2 separate regions of the Pan troglodytes genome follow, and region 2 is linked to region 1. The links are chromatin contacts, called in public HiChIP or PLAC-seq maps. All regions are on one chromosome and are shown on one strand. The core of a region is the stretch at or near the end of the contact, and the rest is flanking DNA. Distances in the headings are between cores, read along the strand shown.

Region 1 (4,247 bases), core at 755-3,254:
CTCTCTTTTTATCCTATTTTATGTAGACAGCAACGTGATTTTTTTTCGTCCTTTACAGAGGCTGCCTACTAGTTTGCAGTTAATACCATTTTACTGTATTCTATAAAGGTATTGCCAAGGTCAGTTGGCTCAAGGTTTGTGTTTCTTCCTTGAGAAAAATACAAAAAGAAGAAAAACAAAAGATCTTCGGTTTGAATACGAGAGTGGAAAAGAAAATTGAAATACAATCGTGCAGGAATGCTGCCATTTAGACATTTAAAACAAGCAAAAGAACAACCACCAAAACAAAACAAAACAAAACAAAACTCACCCATAACAAGGGGTTACCACTGTTTTTCTGTAGCATCTCAGCAGATGACCTCCTGGTGTTGCAGTCGGCAACTGGTTGTGAGTCTGTTAAAATTATGGGCAGGCACGGTGGCTCACGCCTATAATCCTAGCACTTTAGGATGCCAAGGCTGGTGGATTACCTGAGGTCAGGAGTTCCAGACCAGCCTGGCCAACATGGTGAAACCCCCTCTCTACTAAAAATACAAAAATTAGCCGGGCATGGTGGCGCATGCCTGTAATCCCAGCTACTCGGGAGGCTGAGGTGGGAGAATCACTTGAACCTGGGAGGCGGAGGTTGCAGTGAGCCGAGATCGCGCCATTGCACTCCAGCCTGGGCAAAAGAGCAAAACTCCGTCTCAAAAGAAAAGAAAAGAAAAGAAAGCAATTACGCAATTTGTTTTAAATTATGACGTCTTTGAAAAGTATGCAATCTAAATTCGTTGGATTAGCGACGAGAATACTGAAGTTGAAGTGCATTTATAGAAGTCTATAAAATGGCAAAAACCGAAAGGGAAAGAAATGAGCTATTTGAGTATTCTCTGTGTTGCTAGTAAACAAGTTCCAACTCTGCAAATCAGTTTTCAAAAGAATACTGATTGTTTCCTAAGTACCTGCAGACTCTGAAGCATTTTAGGCAAGGGAATGAGGGGGAAAAAAGTATCTTCATGTTTGTGCATTACAACAATAAAGACTATTATGTAACAATGTGGAGTCTTCAAAGCGACCCTGCCAAGAGGGAGAAAGTGGTCCTTACGGACGGATTGTTTTCTGCTAGAAAGCCCTCAATTAGAATTGTACTTACGCATACATAATATAGGATATTATTTTTATATTCATAGAAAACTGCTTTCTCGGGTAACTCCAGCGCTGTACATGGGATGGGATACCGGCCCTCCGTTTACAAATACTCAGGTGCAATGCTGCCCGGGCACTCAAAGGACAGAAGATAGTGTCTGTGCCCTGCGGGAGCAGGCCACGAATCCCGAAAACGCCGTGGCGCAGTGCTCCTTCCCGCGAACCTGAGTGGGCCGTGGTTCCCGGTTGCTCCGGACATAGGAAAATGTCAGTTCATGTGTGTCCCTTTCTCCACTAGATGTCACTGTAAATCAATTGCTTAAGGAGGGAACCCGGGTATCTGGCGCATCTTCACACAGTACCGGGGTTTGAAGCCCGGTCAGTGTCTGCACTTGTGTCCTTCCCCACTGGGGAGCCCCAAGGCGGGGCAGGCGCGGGGACTCGCTGTGCACGGAGCGGCGCGCTGTCTGAATGGCAACCGAAGCGCCGCGACCCGGTCAACGAAGCGCGGGGGTGACCCGAGTAGGACGGGCGGGCAGGCGGCGCAGTGCGGGGGCGGGCCCGCGCTGCGCTCCCCTCCGCCCAGCTAGCGAGACGGTCACGTGCAGCCCAGGCGCTGCCCCTTGCGGGCGGCTGCAGAACAAGAGGGCGGGGCCGGGGAGGGGAGGAACACGGAGGCCGACGCCGGGCGCCTCGGTGCTACGCCCGAGGCTGGGGTCGCCGCGGGCCGGGGGGAGCAGAGCGCGTGCGCCGCGCGGCTGTGAGCGCGAGCGGGGCCGCGGAGGGGGCGTGGGCGGGGCCGGGGAGCGCGCGCGCGGAACGCTAGGGGGCGTGGCTGCGGCGCGCGCGCTAACCGGAGGGGGAGGGGCGGAGAGCCACCGCGGAGCGAGCGCGGGGTTGGTTGCCGCGAGCGTGGGGGAGCGTGGGCCGCGGCGCTGCTCGGCGGTGGGGCTGCCTTCCCCCGGCCCTCCTCCCTGGTCCCTGGCGAGGGCACTGGCGGCGGCGGGGCCGGGGTCCGCAAGGCCGGAGAAGGCGGCCGGGCCCGGGCATGGTGGTCTGGGGCAACGCGTAAGGTGAGCGACCCCCGGGCCGGCGGCGGGGTGGGGGAGGGGCGGGATCGGACACGCGTCGCCCGGAGGCGCCGCAGACCCGCCCGGCAGCGGCCAGAGCGCGGTCGGCCTGAGGTGGCGCGGGGGAGGGGTGCGTCGCCCCGGCCCGCGGCCGTCCTGTCGCGGCCTGGGCTGTCCGCGGCGCCTTCCTCTGGCGCTCGCAGCCGCCGGGTTATGTAATGTGTGACCTCCCCTCCCCTTCCCTTCCGTCATGGCGCGGCCGGCCCCGCGCCGCCGCCAGCCCCGTGGCCGCCCCGCGCCGACCCCTGGCGCAGCGGCCCTTCCCTCCGCGCCCGGCCGCATCTCGCCGGCCCGGTCAGACCGCGCCGCAAACTCCTTCCTCCTGCGCCGGCGCCTCGGCCGGCCATTCAGTTCCGCGCCATTCATTCACGCGCGCGTTCGGGCGTTCGTTCCACAAGCGTTTGTAGAATGTCGACCCGGCCGAGCCGCCGCTCCCACCCGCACTCCAGCCACAGCGTTTTTCCGCACCCCGCCTTCGACGTCCCCGGTGCATCCCAGAACCGGTCGGAATGTCCGAAGGCGGTTGTTGCTCCCTTGTTTTTCCTTGCTGCTTGTCCGTTCGCTAAATACGCTGGGCGCCGTTCCCCAACGGTCCTTCCGAGAGCCCCTTGCCCACTTCTGTACTGTTACAGTGACGCCGCTCTGGGCGCACCGAGCCGCGCTGTGTTTCGCTGCTCTTCCTACCTATTCCCAGTTTGTAAAGAAATAATCTCACATAACACTCCTTAATGTACTCCTCCGTAAGATAAATTGCAGATAATATACGTCTGCTAATTCTCTTTATCTCCACGTCTTCTCACGCCATGTACTAAGTAGAAATGGTTTCATTTAGGTGAAAATAATGCAGACTAGCACATAGCACAACAAGGGCTTGTAACTATTAAGGACTTTATGTAACAGTCCGTAATTCTGTGTATCTGTCTGGTCTTTCTGGACTTGGCACTTTAGTCTCCGAGAATAAGCCATTTCCTGTTTAGGCAGGGTAGGACCAACCATAACCTTGGTTCTTTCTATGGAGTTCTGTATGTAGCAAATCAGCCTGTGGGAACCATCTATCTGTCCACCAACCTTTCACACATATTCTTGGGTTTGCCCGTGCAGGCACCAGTGCTGCGTATTGTTCCCTGCCTTCCTGTACTGGACACTTAAGAGCTCACCTAAAGTTCCTCTTCCAGGAATCATTCTCCAGTATACAAGGCTCTCTTCCATTCAATTCTTAGGCTATTTGCGCTTTTTCCTGTGTTGCGTTTATCTTTTTAGCCCTGTCTTCTCTTACTGTGTAGGACCTTTGAGGGTAGAGTCTGTACCAAACTCCTGTCTTTTGTTGTAGAACCTTAACCGCTATTTTACGGTAAACCGTACATATTTAATTTTTTTTTTGTAAAGATGGGAATTGCTCTTTTAGAATAATTTCTATGAGGTCTCAGGTAGAACATAATTTTTAAAAAATAATGTGCTTGAATATATAAGATCACTACATTTCCAACTTCCCACTCGCAACTTCAAAACTCTGATTCTACATAAGAGCATTAAAGAAACGTTGTCCTCACCAGCAACAAACTGGTCATTATTCATAAGAAGTTGCAGTGACTACATATAATATATATTTGAAAGCACTTTCTTTGATAGCTGCTGTAGTGGAAAGACAGGAACTTCACAGTTACATGGAGGTTAGATTTCTGGCCCTACAAATTGTTAGCTGGTGACTGTGGACAAGTTAAGTTACTAGTATCTCTGATTTTTTCTCGTTTGTAGAATGAAGATACCATTTCCCACCTTGGGTAGCTGAGGATTAAATCAGTTCTTAAACGTGAGACATCTAGTGACACCATGGTACTCAGGAGGTGCTCAGTAAATACATATTCCCTTTGGTATACCTGTTTATTGCAGTTCACAATCTAGAATGAGCCAGGATGTGCTAGAGACAAAGCGTGAGAGGAAAGGTAATCAGAAGAGGTGACAGGTACCTCTTGTCTCCAAATAAATGAACAA
Region 2 (4,247 bases), core at 1,229-3,728, 300 kb after region 1:
TTTTTTTTTTTTTTTTTTTGAGACAGAGTCTCGCTTTGTCACCCAGGCTGGAGTGCAGTGGCCCAATCTTGGCTCACTGCAACCTCCGCCTCCTGGGTTCAACCGATTATCCTGCCTCAGCCTGCTGAGTAGCTGGGATCAGAGGCACGCACCACCACGTCCAGCTAATTTTTGTATTTTTAGTGGAGACGGGGTTTCACCATGTTGGCTAGGCTGCTCTTGAACTCCTGGCCTCAGGTGATCCGCCCGCCTGGGCTCCCAAAGTGCTGGGGTTACAAGCATGGGCCACTACCCCCGGCTCTAATTCTTAACCCTCACCCTCTCACGTCTTTGTAGTAGAGCACTACCAACCTTCCCCACCTCCAGGACTCCATCTCCAATTACTCTCTTGCTCAATCACCAGACACGCTGCCCCCCTTGTTTGATCTAGAACTAGTCAAGCAGGCATGCTCCCTTTGACTGACCATTCCCTCTCCTGGAATGATCCTGATATTTACATGGCTAATTTCCTTATCTTTTTCAATTTTTGGCTCAAATCTCACCTTTTCAATGAGGTCAACCCAGATCACATCATTTAACATTTTCACCCATACCCCAACTGTCAAGACTCCCAGTTCCTCTTCACTGCTTTCTATCGTGCTTATCTTCTAACGTAACTTAATTATCTGTTAGGTTTTGTTGTTTAGTGCATGTACATTCAATAACACGCTAATTCCATAGGAAAAGGGTTTTTAGATTTTGTTGTTTTGGGTCTGTTATATTCATAGAAGTATCCCAAACATCTGTGTAAAGCGGTATCTGCCCTATAGCAGACACATAATATATTTTTGCAGAATAATTGAAGTTTAAATATTTACAGACTTCTGAAGGTGTGACAGTCAAAAGTTACAAGTTTTTAGAGACAGTCTCGCTATGTTTCTGGTATTGAACTCAGCCTCAAGCAATCCTCAATTTTCCCAGTAATTGGAGCTAGGTGTGTGTCACCACGTTTGACTCAAAGAATACGTTTATTTTATCTTATTTATTTTTTTGAGACAGAGTCTCGCTCTGTCGCCCAGGCTGGAGTGCAGTGGCACGATCTGGGCTCACTGCAAGCTCCGCCTCCCGGGTTCACGCCATTCTCCTGCCTCGGCCTCCCCAGTAGCTGGGACTACAGGCGCCCGCCCCGACGCCCGGCTAATTTTTTGTATTTTTAGTAGAGACGGGGTTTCACCGTGTTAGCCAGGATGGTCTGGATCTCCTGACCTCGTGATCCTCCCGCCTCGGCCTCCGAAAGTGCTGAGATTACAGGCGTGAGCCACCGCGCCCGGCAAGGAATACGTTTTAATAAAGTAAAAGTTACTGTTAATAATTAGGCACGTAACTCCTGGACCCTGAAACAATTATGCTGTCTTCTGTAAAATAGGAAAATATCAGGCATCACAGGAGAAGTATGATCCCATTTCTATTTTTTAAATGTCTGTGAACGTGTGTAATCACAGAAAAACTCTGGAAGGTTGTCAGAAAAACGTTAACATACCCCTGGGGGTATGAAAAAAGGCGTTTTTCCTCCCCCTTCTCCCCCCCACCGACCGATAGTTCTTTTGTCTTTTTACAATAAGCATGCATGCAACAGGAATGTTAAAAATCGATTTCTTTTTCTAAACCGACAATGTATATAATTATTAAAGGGGGAAAAACACTTCTGAAATGCAAAACATGGAATCACTCTTGCAGAGATACCAGAGATCTCTGAAAGCTGGAAGCTTGTCTCTTCTCTGAACTCCTAGTGCCTAACAAGCAGTAGGCAGCCCTCATTACGGCCTCTTGGCAAAAAGGGCAGAACAAACAGCTTTTGGTAGGTCTCGATCAAAATGGTAACAAATCACAGTTTTAATAAAATGGCAAATATTCTAACTGCCAACTCTTGGATGTTTGCATTATAAAATGAAGCAATACAAAGATAAAGGCAATTTTCTGTCTTCATTTAAAAAAAAAAGCAACCTTAATACCCAGTGGCAACCCTAAGTTATGAATAAAGCAGCAGCACAGAAAATGTTGCTTGGGTTCCCTTTCCCAAGCTGTCCAGCCTCGGCGGCTCCGTTCTTGAGCTCCAAGAGTCTGGGCACAAAAAGCCGCGTGGCCCTGGATCCTGCAAATTGGGAAACTGGGGGATCCTGCAGGCCAATGGCCTTACGGGAGCCAATGTGACGGGATCAGGCGCAGACCCATTTAGGTTGCCGTAACCGGCCAACTCAGAACGCAATAGGGAAAATCAATTAGGATCTGCAGAGGGTTCCCGGATACACCTTGCGAAGAATGCCGCACTCTCCGCCACTCACTCCCCACTCACCGGCACCCGCTAAACCTTCAGCCTGAACTTTTCCTCCGAAGGGAAGCAGAGCAGAGGAAGAACTACTAAGTGCTACACTCAAAGCCTGCCGTCGCAGTGAGCGCGACCTCCAAACTGAGGCATTTTTGTTCCGGCGAAATCCCTCCCACTCAGGAAAGTCCCTAGAAAGAGAGCGCAGGCGCCTGGGTATCACATGACCACTTCCCGGAAGCGCAGCAGACCCGCTCAACTTCATCCTGGGTTGAGGCGGAGTAGAACTTCCAGAATTATGGCGGAGTCCGGGCTGAGGCAGGACCCGCAGAGCACAGCTGCAGCCACTGTGCTAAAGCGGGCCGTAGAACTAGATTCGGAGTCGCGGTATCCGCAGGCTCTGGTGTGTTACCAAGAGGGGATTGATCTGCTCCTGCAGGTTCTGAAAGGTGAGCAATGAGCCAAGGCGGGGAGGACCTGAGGAAAAGGAGCTGGTTCCTGCTGTGTCTGGGGTGAAGTGAATGAGTTAAAAATGATTTTTGCACACCACGAAGAAGCAGTTAAATACAGAAGGTGGGATATTCTACAGGACAACTGGGCCGCTTTCTTTTAGATCTTTAATAGATTGATGTCATCTAGAAAAGGTGGGGAGGCTACTAGTCTAGATTTTAAAAGACTTAAGAGATATAAGATATAACGCAATGTAATATATAAGCTTTGATAGGACCTGGATTTGTACGAACTTTAAAAGACATTTTTGGATCTATTAGAAAAGTTTGAATATAGATTGGGGGACATTAAAATTATTTTCTTAGGCAATATGATTTTTTTCCAAAACTTTCCTTAATTTTTAGAGATGCAGACCAAAGTGTTTTAGAAAGAGATGCTATGATGTCTTTAGTTAATTTTCCTTAAGCAAAAATTTCTTAAAAATCGAAGCTCTATTTGAGCAAAAATGCTAATTTAAAAAATTTCGGTGATGGGTAATAAGGGTGTTTATTATACGATTATTTTTAATTTTCTGTTTAAACATTTGCATTTAAAGCAAGCCAAAGTAAAATTATGTAGCGGTAGAAGAAGAAAAGTTTTTCTTAAACGGATGAAGTTCGGTGTGAGAAATGCGCAGGGTTGTGGAGGAAACAAGTGAGACTTTTCGTATTATTCAATGTTGAGAAATACCCAAATATTCCTTAACACCCAGCACAACCCTGGTTCACAGTAGACACTCAATATGTATGTATTAAATTGATAAGATCAGCTCCTGCTCCCCAACCCCCGACACTCCCGGTCTGGACTAAGCTCCCTCTGTTCTTTCTAGTTTAAGCTTCTTATAATTAAAGTGTTACAGAAGCTTTGAGGCAGCAGAGGGGAGCCCTTTATGGTTTGGTGCTTTGGTCAGAACTACAAACTCTACCGGCCGGGCGCGGTGGCTCACTCCTGTAATCCCAGCACTTTGGGAGGCCAAGGCGGGTGGATCATGAGGTCAAGAGATCGAGACCATCCTGGCCAACATGGTGAAACCCCGTCTCTACTGAAAATACAAAAATTAGCCGGGCATGGTGGCACGCACCTGTAGTCCCAGCTACTTGGGAGGCTGAGGCAGGAGAATTGCTTGAATCCGGGAGGCGGAGGTTGCAGTGAGCCGAGATCGCGCCACTGCACTCCAGTCTGCCAATAGAGCGAGACTCCGTCTCAAAAAAAAGAAAAATTAACTGTAAACTCTACCTTGCCTGGGGCATTATTTGATGATAATGATGACAGTGACAACAGCAATAAGCATAGCTATCACGTTTCAGTGCTGAGTGCCAGGCATTGCAGAAAACATTAAAAGCATGATCTCGTTTCATCCGTACCAATTGCCCTATCAAGTAGGAGTTGATGGTATTCTCGTTTTACAGCATAAAAAGTATTGTTCGCTTTCAAGTTCTGCCACTAGGAGGTGGTA

The links. HiChIP or PLAC-seq counts read pairs in DNA pulled down with a chosen protein or histone mark.
Region 2: an H3K4me3 HiChIP or PLAC-seq map of stem cell-derived excitatory neurons shows a contact between it and region 1, with 4 times the contacts expected there. The contact joins the promoter of MRPL30 here to the promoter of REV1 in region 1. A contact is called at or near these places in 1 of 7 Hi-C or Micro-C datasets (stem cell-derived neural progenitor cells) and 1 of 1 datasets of contacts at active chromatin or transcription factors (stem cell-derived excitatory neurons).

What each region holds. Positions count from the first base shown.
Region 1 is chr12:23,650,285-23,654,531 of NHGRI_mPanTro3-v2.0_pri, forward strand. It overlaps REV1 (REV1 DNA directed polymerase), which reads left to right and starts at 2,005. Exons shown (of 20, transcript XM_063789479.1): 1 at 2,005-2,198.
Region 2 is chr12:23,951,301-23,955,547 of NHGRI_mPanTro3-v2.0_pri, forward strand. MRPL30 (mitochondrial ribosomal protein L30) reads right to left here and starts at 2,479. Exons shown (of 7, transcript XR_001715950.4): 1 at 2,333-2,479. It overlaps MITD1 (microtubule interacting and trafficking domain containing 1), which reads left to right and starts at 2,520. Exons shown (of 8, transcript XR_001715946.3): 1 at 2,520-2,751.